2 separate regions of the Xenopus laevis genome follow, and region 1 is linked to region 2. A link is a contact called in public Hi-C data. All regions are on one chromosome and are shown on one strand. Each heading gives the region's core, a stretch centred on a gene start, on an enhancer-like site or on the middle of the called end of the contact. The rest is flanking DNA. Distances are from core to core; before and after follow the strand shown. Region 1 holds the start of gngt2.1.S (guanine nucleotide-binding protein G(I)/G(S)/G(O) subunit gamma-T2). Region 2 overlaps fgr.S (tyrosine-protein kinase Yes).

Evidence for each region. Hi-C and Micro-C count contacts between places; a contact is called where the count stands out from the background.
Region 1: a contact with region 2 is called in a Hi-C map of the XTC cell line, with 4 times the contacts expected there. The contact joins the promoter of gngt2.1.S here to the enhancer-like site in region 2. A contact is called at or near these places in 2 of 4 Hi-C or Micro-C datasets (the XL177 cell line and the XTC cell line).

Annotation. Positions count from the first base shown.
Region 1 is chr2S:68,356,564-68,361,419 of Xenopus_laevis_v10.1, forward strand. gngt2.1.S (guanine nucleotide-binding protein G(I)/G(S)/G(O) subunit gamma-T2) reads left to right here and starts at 2,670. Exons shown (of 3, transcript XM_041583926.1): 1 at 2,670-2,911; 2 at 2,950-3,081. The coding sequence starts at 2,998.
Region 2 is chr2S:68,195,095-68,200,037 of Xenopus_laevis_v10.1, forward strand. It overlaps fgr.S (tyrosine-protein kinase Yes), which reads right to left. Exons shown (of 14, transcript XM_041583923.1): 9 at 3,438-3,593. Among protein-coding and RNA genes, the nearest start is that of fgr.S, 29 kb to the right of the region's middle. Within about 2 kb of position 3,542, at least 1 of the 7 cell types and tissues checked has an H3K27ac peak or open chromatin away from gene starts, as enhancers often do.

The sequences.
Region 1 (4,856 bases), core at 1,420-3,919, 160 kb after region 2:
CAGGGGACTCAGAGCAGCACTACTTTGGGGGTTTACTGGTATATTTAGATGGACCTTTCTGATAAGGCTTACTTAGTTTTAACCTTTCCTTCTCCTTTAATAAAATACAAGATGCCCATTTTTTTTAAATGGTACAAAGCTTGTTTGATATTAGTAAGCAGCAACTTTTGAACAGACATAACTTTGCTATAGCCAGAAAAGCCATAAGCAACATCTGTTGTTTTCAGAATCAGAACCAGTAAGCATGTTGTCCCTTTAATAACTTAGTACATTCTTGTACAAATGTGAGAAATATTGCAAGGAACAGATAGGGCTGGTGAATATTGGGTTCATGCTGGTGGTTGTTAACAGAATGGAACTACAATTAAGTTAAACCCATTACCCTTAGTACAAACAATTTGATGATGTGAAAATGTGAGCAGACTGCCAGTAAGGACAGACCCCCCTCATTTGGAGATAAAATTAGAGAAGCCTCACTGGGTTGCTTATTTGTCTTTAACCAGCTTAGAAGAGATCTAGCAAATGTTGAACCTGATTGACTTATGCCTGATTTCAGCCCAGTTAGCTAGGTACACAATGATGTGATAAACGCCTGAATTATCCTAATGAACTTTAACCAGAGCTGTGTGCATAGAATATTGTTTGCACGCTGCATGTATGTAGTGCCAGCAGGACAACCCAAATCCTATCAAACATAGTACCCTTACCCACGACAGAACTTCAACAATCATTTTTGAACACTATTTAGTATTAAGTGTTTGGTAAAGCCATTTGGTTTTGTTTATGTATTAACTTATTCACTAATTTATACACTGATTTTAGGATCTAATTAACATATGAACATTAACCGAATGGTCTCCAGAAAGTGATTGGACATTGCTATATTTGATATTATATATTGTGTATGAGTATGGAATTCACGTGATTTTTTATGTCTTTTTCACTCTTTTTTTGCTAATTGATTTTTTTATATGGACTATACAAAGCAAGGGACTAATAGAAGAATAATAGAATAATAGAAAAATGAGAAATATATGATTTCAATTTTTTTAATATTTTGAATTTTGCACATGGATTGTCACTAATTGGCTAATTAACAAGGGTATAAGGATTTTGTGGGAGCATGCTAATCTGTATGACAAAGGGGTCCACCCCCGAGACTTTTCATTAGAGCCGGCATAGGACAGAAGGAAAGCGTTTGGGAGATTGATCGCTGCAAAGACGATGCGATTAGTCGCCAGGCAACTAAATCTCCCCGAATCGCCCAGTGTGCCCCCACCCTAAAGGGGTTGTTCACCTTCCAAAACAATTTTTTCAGTTCAGATGTTCTGATAGTTCACCAAAAAACCTTTTAAAATGCTTCTATTTGTAACCATTTTTCTAATAATGAAGTTTAAGGGCAGATTTATCAAGGGTTGAAGTGAATTCGAGGGAATTTTCAAGTAAAAAAAATTCGCAGTAATTTTTTGGATACTTCGACCATCGAATAGGATACTATAACTTTGAATTTACTTCGATTTGAAGTAAAAATCGTTTGAATATCCGACCATTCGATAATAGAAGTGCTGTCTCTTTAAAAAAACTTAGACATCAATACTTCGCCAAATTAAACCTGCCGAAGTGCTATGTTAGCCTATGGGGACCTTCTAGACCATTTTTCTAAGTCTTCACACAGCAAAGTAAAATTGTTCGATCGTACATTAAAATCGTTTGAATCGTTTGATTCGAACGATTTAATCGTACAATCGAACAATTTTACTTGATTGTTCGATGGCCAAATTCGGTGAAAAATACTTTGACTTTGATAATCAAAGTATTTCAATTCGATGGTCGAATTTTGAAGTATTTTACACTTCGAAATTCGACCCTTGATAAATCTGCCCCTTAAAGTTTCACTTTTTTTTTCTTATGTCTTTCTAAAATAGATGCTGTTGAGAAAGGCGTCAACTAATGGAGCAAATTGTAACAATTCTGTATCGTCTGTTTATAGATTACTGAGCTGCCAGACAGAAACTGTTAAAAAAAAAAAAAAAAAACGCCAACAAATGGAAAAAAAAAAAGAAGTATTTCTGATGAACAATCTGAAAACAACTAAGCTGAAAAAAAGTGTTTGGACGGTGAACAACCACTTGAACAATTGCACCCCACCTGTCTAAATAGCATTCTCTCTTGGTTTATTCACATATGTTTTGGTGCACTCCAGTTGGGATTTCTTATGTTTCCCTATTAGCAGTGGGCTCTTCCTCTGACTTCTATAGGAATCTTGTGCCTGAAGGTAAGCTTGAATACTGTATTTTGCCCTATTTATTTTCTGGTTTGGTTGCTATAATCTGCTAAAGCAAAACAAAACAGAAAGGGTAAATGAAAAAGTTGGTATTATTGAAAAGAAGTACATTTTGGATTTGGATGCTAAATAAACCTTAAACTCAAGAAAGAAAATGGTTTATTGATGCACAGTGATGTCTCCAATAGCCTTCTCTATATATAATACAAGTTCCAACAGTTGCTTTGCAAACAGACAAGTAAACTTTTGAATCATAATTTCAGCAAATATACTGTTGTGTGCCTCAACTAAATATAAACACTACCTTCTTTCTGTGCTATAATCAGGTTAGACATTAAAGCCGTTTATCGGATTAGGATTAGCAAAATGTCTTCTGTCTGTAGTTTTATATTGAGTGGAACAAAGTAGAACGGTTCAGATTTTACAGCAAGCTGAGTATCTCCAGCTAACTAACTACCAATAACACCCATGTCACAGGCATCTTTTATTTAGTTCCACTCTCGTAATACATGAAAACTGCTTCAAAGGATTCTCAGTTTACACCAGCCTTATCCCCGTGGACCTAAATTTCCAGAGTTCTCACTGCATTATAAGGAAGACCTTACTTTTCTCTCAGCTGTCCCTACATTTCACCGCAAGAGCTCTTAAAAACCATTTACATCAGCTATAAACTATTTACTGTATCTTGGTTCCTGCTGCAGTACTTCATATAAATGGCTCAAGACATGACAGAGAAAGATCTGCTAAAGATGGAAGTGGAACAGCTCAGAAAAGAGGTCAAAACTGAAAGGATAATGGTAATTAGACTTTAATCTACTATACCAGTTATAGAGAATTGACCACATGTCTACCAATATCCCCTACTAGTTCATTATATAGTGTTCCTTTCACTCTCTGTTGTGTTACCTATAAAGGGATTTCATTTAGAATGGGGAAAATGAAGCATTATAATGGTTATGCCAATGCTATTATATGCACATTCCTACAGTATATGGCAATAACAATATATTTATTATAAGTGTGAAGACTTAGGAATGCATCTTTGTCAAAATGTTTTATACCACTGCTCTATGAAGGCAACCTAGAGCAACCTTGATCTCCCTACACTGCTTATGTGCATATCAATCCTGTTTTGCTGCATATAATCTCATTATTATTGGTTGATGTATGATACCTGCCTGGCCAATAAGTGGCCAATTTTCAAATATGAATAATAAATGTATGCCTAATTATATGAATACAGGGTCAAAATGGGCCGGCATGACACTAAGAAATAAAACCAATGACTGGGGGGGGGGGCTCAGTCCAACACTTTATGAATAAACCAGATCACTAAAATGAATTAGGCTGTAATTTACTTAACATTTATAAAATACATTAAATGTCCCTGTCATTATTATTACTAATCATTTCCATTACATTACAGAGATATGAAAGCATTGACACATTAAACATTAAAGAACTAAAGGTATAATATATAATTTGGGGGTCGAAAACATTAGGCATTCCCACCCTCATTTCTTCCTGTATAAGTAAATAATCTCTTGTACAGCACTGCTGAATATGGTGTCACTCAATAATTGGGCAGCAAAAAGGCAGATACACTGTACAGTGAAACCTCAATTTTACATACCCTGATTTTTACACCATTTTTTGTCATCCCATCAATATATAATGCATAATACATTTCCCTGATTTTACATTTTCCAGAATTTTACACTGTTTTTTCTGGTCCCCTGGAAAAAATGTAAAATGGGAGATCACATCTAACTGGATATCTGTGATTAAAATAGCGTATGAAAGAAGATTTTTATCAGTCTGTGTATGTGTATATTCGAGTTATGTCTTACCTGCTTGCTTAATACAATGGGGCAAATTTACTACAGGGCGAAGTGACTAGCGTGGCGAAAATTCACCAGTGTGACGTCATTTCGGTACTTTGCCGATTCTTAGCGGTCGCTGGCGTAACTTCGCTAGCGAAGGAGATATACTCTATTGATACTTTGCTCCCTAACGCCTGGTGAATTTACGCTCTGGTGAATGGACGTAACTACGCAAATTCACTAAGATGCGGATTTTACTGAACGTTACCTCTTGCGCCAGACTTGCCTTCACCACCTCAGACCAGGCGAAGTGCAATAGAGTAGATAGGACTTCCTAAAAAATAGTTGAATAAGTCCCAAAAAACACTACCGTCTTTTCCTTTTTCAGGGTGATAGGCTGAAAAAGAGCATATATTTGGGGGTAACCTGCTTCCCCCCTACATTTCCTAACAAATGGCACATAAACTTTACACTGGGATCATGTGTAGGCCAATATAAATTTATTTTATTAATGTGTCCCGGGCTTGTGTAGTGTAATGTATTTGCTGCAACATATATGTCCATTGAACTTTAGCTTCCCGCCGCATGCAAATTAGGCAACGCTAGTGCAACTTCGCTGCGCTTGGCACAGTAACGCTAGTGCAACTTTGCCATCGTTTGGCGCCCTGGACGCAACTTAAGATTTTAGTGAATTAGCGTTGTCCTGCCAAATCTACGCCTGCCGAAGTGTTGCGCTGTGAGCAAAGCCG
Region 2 (4,943 bases), core at 2,292-4,791:
GTCAAGGGTGGTTAATATTTTTTTGAGCATTTACAACCTAATTACTGATGTAAAAGTAGTAACCTCCGCTGTATGCTGGCAAATGCACGGAGTTTGTCAGGTAAAATGGGATACCTAGAATTTATTGCATGCTCTAAAAATTATGATATAATTGGTATCCCTGAGACCTGGTGGGATGAAACATGTGACTGGACTGTGAATTTAAATGGTTACACCCTTTTTTGGAGAGACAGAGGGATTAAAAAGGGTGGAGGAATGTGTTTATATGTAAAGCCTGAATTAAAGCCATGCGCTAAAGAAATAACCATAGCTGGCACGGGGGGGAGTGTAGAATCCCTTTGGGTAGAGATTTGACTGGGCAAAAGGTTACAAAAAGAATTATCATTGGTGTATGCTATAAACCACCTCGTATAAGTGTCGAGTATGAAGCCCATCTACTCTTGCAAATACAAGCGGCTTCACAGCTGGGTCAAGTTGTTGCTATGGGAGACTTCAATTGTCCAGACATTGACTGGGGTAATGGGGTTGCCAAGACAGAAAAAGCTAGTAGGTTTGTAAATATGCTGAATGACAACTTTTTATTCCAGCTCGTTCAAGAACCTACTAGGAATAACTCTCTTTTGGACCTTGTCATAAATAATACTGAACTTATCTCTAACATTTGTGTGGGTGAGCATTTAGGGAATAGTGATCATAACATGGTCTCCTGTGAGATTCTGTTGCAGAAGCAATTCTATAAGGGAGTAACTAAAACACAAAATTTCAGACGTGCAAACTTTGACAGGATAAGGGCATCTCTGCAACATATTAAGTGGGAAATGCTTTTCACAGGGTTAAACACAGAACAAAAATGGGAAGTCTTTAAAATGCTGCTTCATAAATATACTTGTCAGTATATTCCCCTTGTAAGCAAGGAACGTCGTTGCAAAGCAAAACCTTTTTGGTTCAATAGAAGTGTTGGTGTTGAGGTGGGTAAGAAAAGATGTGCTTTTAAGGCTTTCAAGTTAGCTGGGACAGCCGAATCATTTATAAGGTACAAGGAGGCCAATAAATCATGCAAAGAAGCTATAAGGCAAGCTAAAATTGATATAGAAAAGGATATTGCAGCAAGCAGTAAAAAGTTTATTATTTTTTAATAGTAAAAAAATGAAGCAGGAAGGGGTGTGACCTTTAGTATCAGAGGGGGTCAGCTGGTTGATGAAAACAAAATAAAACTCTTATTTTTAGTCTACACAAATGAGGAACCAGTTAATGAAGGTTTCCTTCTTAATAGTCCCAATTCTAGTAATACAACTAATGATGCATGGTTCACACATGAGGAAATTCAAAAGAGACTAGAAAATGTTAAGATTAACAAAGGTCCCGGGCCAGATGGTATTCATCCCAGGGTACTTAGCAAGCTTAGCTCTGTGATTGCCAAACCTCTTTACTTAATTTTTCAGGATTCATTGAGATCTGGCTTAGTGCCGAGAGACTGGCAAATTGCTAATGCGGTGCCTCTATTCAAAAAAGGACCCCGTTCTCAGCCTCAAAACTATAGGCCAGTTAGTCTGACATCAGTGGTAGGAAAGGTTTTTGAAGGGTTAATAAAGGATAAGATACTGGACTTTATAGCAAATCATAATATTATGAGTGTGTGCCGGCATGGTTTTATGCTTAAAGGACCAGTAACATCAAAAAATTAAATTGTTTTAAAGTAATAAAAATATAATGCAGTGTTGCCCTGCACTAGTAAAACTACTGTGTTTGCTTCAGAAACACAACTATTGTTTATATAAATGAGCTGCTGTGTAGCAATGGGAGCAGCCATTCAAAGGGGAAAAGGCTCAAGTTACACAGCAGATAGCAGATAAGCTCTGTAGAACATAATGCTATCTGTTATCCATTAACTATTCTGTGCCATATAGCCGTTTTTCAATTTCCACCAATGCTACACAGCAGCTTGTTTATTTGAACTATAGTTGTGTTTCTGAAGCAAACACATCAGTTTTACCAGTGCAGGGCAACACTACATGATATTTTCATTACTTTAAAACACTTCCAGTTTTTGGTGTTACTGTTCCTTTAATAGATCTTGCCAGACTAACTTAATTTCTTTTTATGAGAAGGTAAGCAGGGACCTCTATTCTAGGATGGCAGTGGATATGATTAACTTAGACTTTGCTGAAGCATTTGATACAGTGCCACACAAAAGGTTACTGGTTAAATTAAGGAATGTTGGCCTGGAACATAGTATTTGTACCTGGATAGAGAACTGGCTAAAAGATAGACTACAAAGAGTGGTGGTAAATGGAACATTTTCTAATTGGACCAGTGTTGTTAGTGGAGTACCGCAGGGCTCTGTACTAGATCCCTTGCTTTTCAACTTAATTAATGACCTGGAGGTGGACATTGAAAGTACTGTTTCTATTTTTGCAGATGATACTAAATTGTGCAGAACTATAGGTTCCATGCAGGATGCTGCCACTTTGCAGAGTGATTTGTCTAAGTTGGGAAACTGGGCAGAAAACTGGAAAATAAGGTTCAATGTTGATAAACGCAAGGTTATGCACTTTGGCAAAAATAATATAAATGCAAGTTATACACTAAATGGCAGTGTGTTGGGAGTTTCCTTAAATGAGAAGGATCTAGAGATTTTTGTAGATAACAAGTTGTCTAATTCTGGGCAATGTCATACTGTGGCAAATAAAGTTCTGTCTTGCATAAAAAAGGGCATTAACTCAAGGGATGAAAACATAATTATGCCTCTTTATAGGTCCCTGGTAAGGCCTCATCTGGAGTATGCAGTGCAGTTTTGGACTCCAGTCCTTAAGAGGGATATAAATGAGCTGGAGAGAGTGCAGAGACTTGCAACTAAATTGGTTAGAGGGATGGAAGACTTCAATTATGAGGGTAGACGGTTGGGGTTGTTTTCTCTGGAAAAAAGGCGCTTGCGAGCGGACATGATTACACTTTACAAGTACATTAGAGGACATTATAGACAAATAGCAGGGGACCTTTTTACCCATAAAGTGGATCAACGTACCAGAGGCCACCCCTTTAGACTAGAAGAAAAGAACTTTCATTTGAAGCAACATAGGGAGTTCTTCACAGTCAGGACAGTGAGGTTGTGGAATGCACTGCCGGGTGATGTTGTGATGGCTGATTCAGTTAATGACTATAAGAATGGCTTGGATGATTTTTTGGACAGACATAATATCAAAGGCTATTGTGATACTAAGCTCTATAGTTAGTATAGATATGGGTATATATAATTTATGTGAAAGTAGGGAGGAGTGTGTATGGATGCTGGGTTTTCATTTGGAGGGGTTGAACTTGATGGACTTTGTCTTTTTTTAACCCGATTTAACTATGTAACTATGTAACTATGTTTGTAAACAACTGATGTGTCCAGAATAGAATATACACAGGACTGTGACATTGTGTTAGACTCTTACCCTTCCAAACATCTCCAAAGCAGCCTTGTCCCAGTTTCTTAACCAGATTGACGGAATCTCGAGATATTTCCCAGGCATCTTTTGAAAGCCCCAGTGTTTGGGGTTTCTGGTTGACACATGGACTTGTAAGCAGGTGACACAACCCATCATTGAACTCTGAAACGACAAAAAAGTAGATGAGAGAGTAAAGAGCTATATCTATCTGCTTTAGGACTCAAAGGGTATGATAACATGAGCTGCCATTAGAACTGTCTTTATTGGCGGCAGGTACTCTGGGAAAAACAGACATCTCAGGCCCCGTACTTACACAGTAGGACCAATCTGTGACATTGTAACTGTTGTTAAATTACAATCAGCTGAAAATGGTTGGGTACTGGGAGATGCAGTAGTTCAAAATAGGCAGCAGTCATTGTGCGAATTGACGGTACTTGTATCTAAAGCTGGTCCTTGTACTCCCACATAGTTGCACCTGGTTATGATAAATCCGTCCTGCCTCTTGTTCCAATTTGTGCACAAGTGTATCTGGATTTATGCCAAGGCTGAAAAGGCCCAGACCTAGGGCGGCTTGCCACCACTATACTCTGGTGCCATGTTCTGCTAGTTTTAGAATGAACAAAGGTGTACTGGGCACTGTGTGGAAGATTCAATCAACCGTCGAATTTCCTGGATGATGTATGATTTATCCCATTTATTTCAACCATAGGTTGTGACTTTGAACATATACGTATATGCTTTTATTTGTATGCCACACCGTGTACTAGCATCTAAAGAATCATGCACAGACTTCATTTTGAACCCCACATATTTACACTTGCTACCACTGTATTTATCCTTCTTCCTTTTGCAAAAGTGTGTCCAATGATGCTGGGGAACCCTGCACCTAAAGACTCATGCATTGAGTAGACTTCATCTTGACACCAGCCTTCCATGTATAAAATAATCTTCAGGAGGGACTAGGTCGCATCTTTAGGTGCACAAACTCTCCCCTCCATGACCCTATATCATAGTTACATCGCTGCTACTACGCCTTCTCATAGTGGCTAGTATCCCCTTTATTCCTACTGCTGTGTTACCTGCACAAGCAAGGGGTGAACGTGTGGGTACACTGCATTTTCCTTTCTGCCAACAACTACTGTGTGCTATGTACAGAAAATTCACTCCTGTCTAAACCCCTAAAAGAAAATTTTGTGGCACACTGGTATTGTCCAGAAATAAATTAACCATTTTACTGAGCTGAACTGTGGTCAGAAAGATTAGTAAAAAAACTGATGGAGAAAGAATGCAATAGAATCAGGGGAAGACATACTGATAGAAATACAAGGATACTGATGATATATTTGAAATCTTTCTAACGTTCCCTTAACAACAAAAACATTGCAATATAGAGTAATACCACTTGAGTGTGCTGCTGCCTTGCAAAGCACATTAAGCTTTTGTCAGAACTATGAATGTAGACATTATCAGGCAAATGTAATAAAAGGGGCAATGTTTGCTGCTGGTCTAATC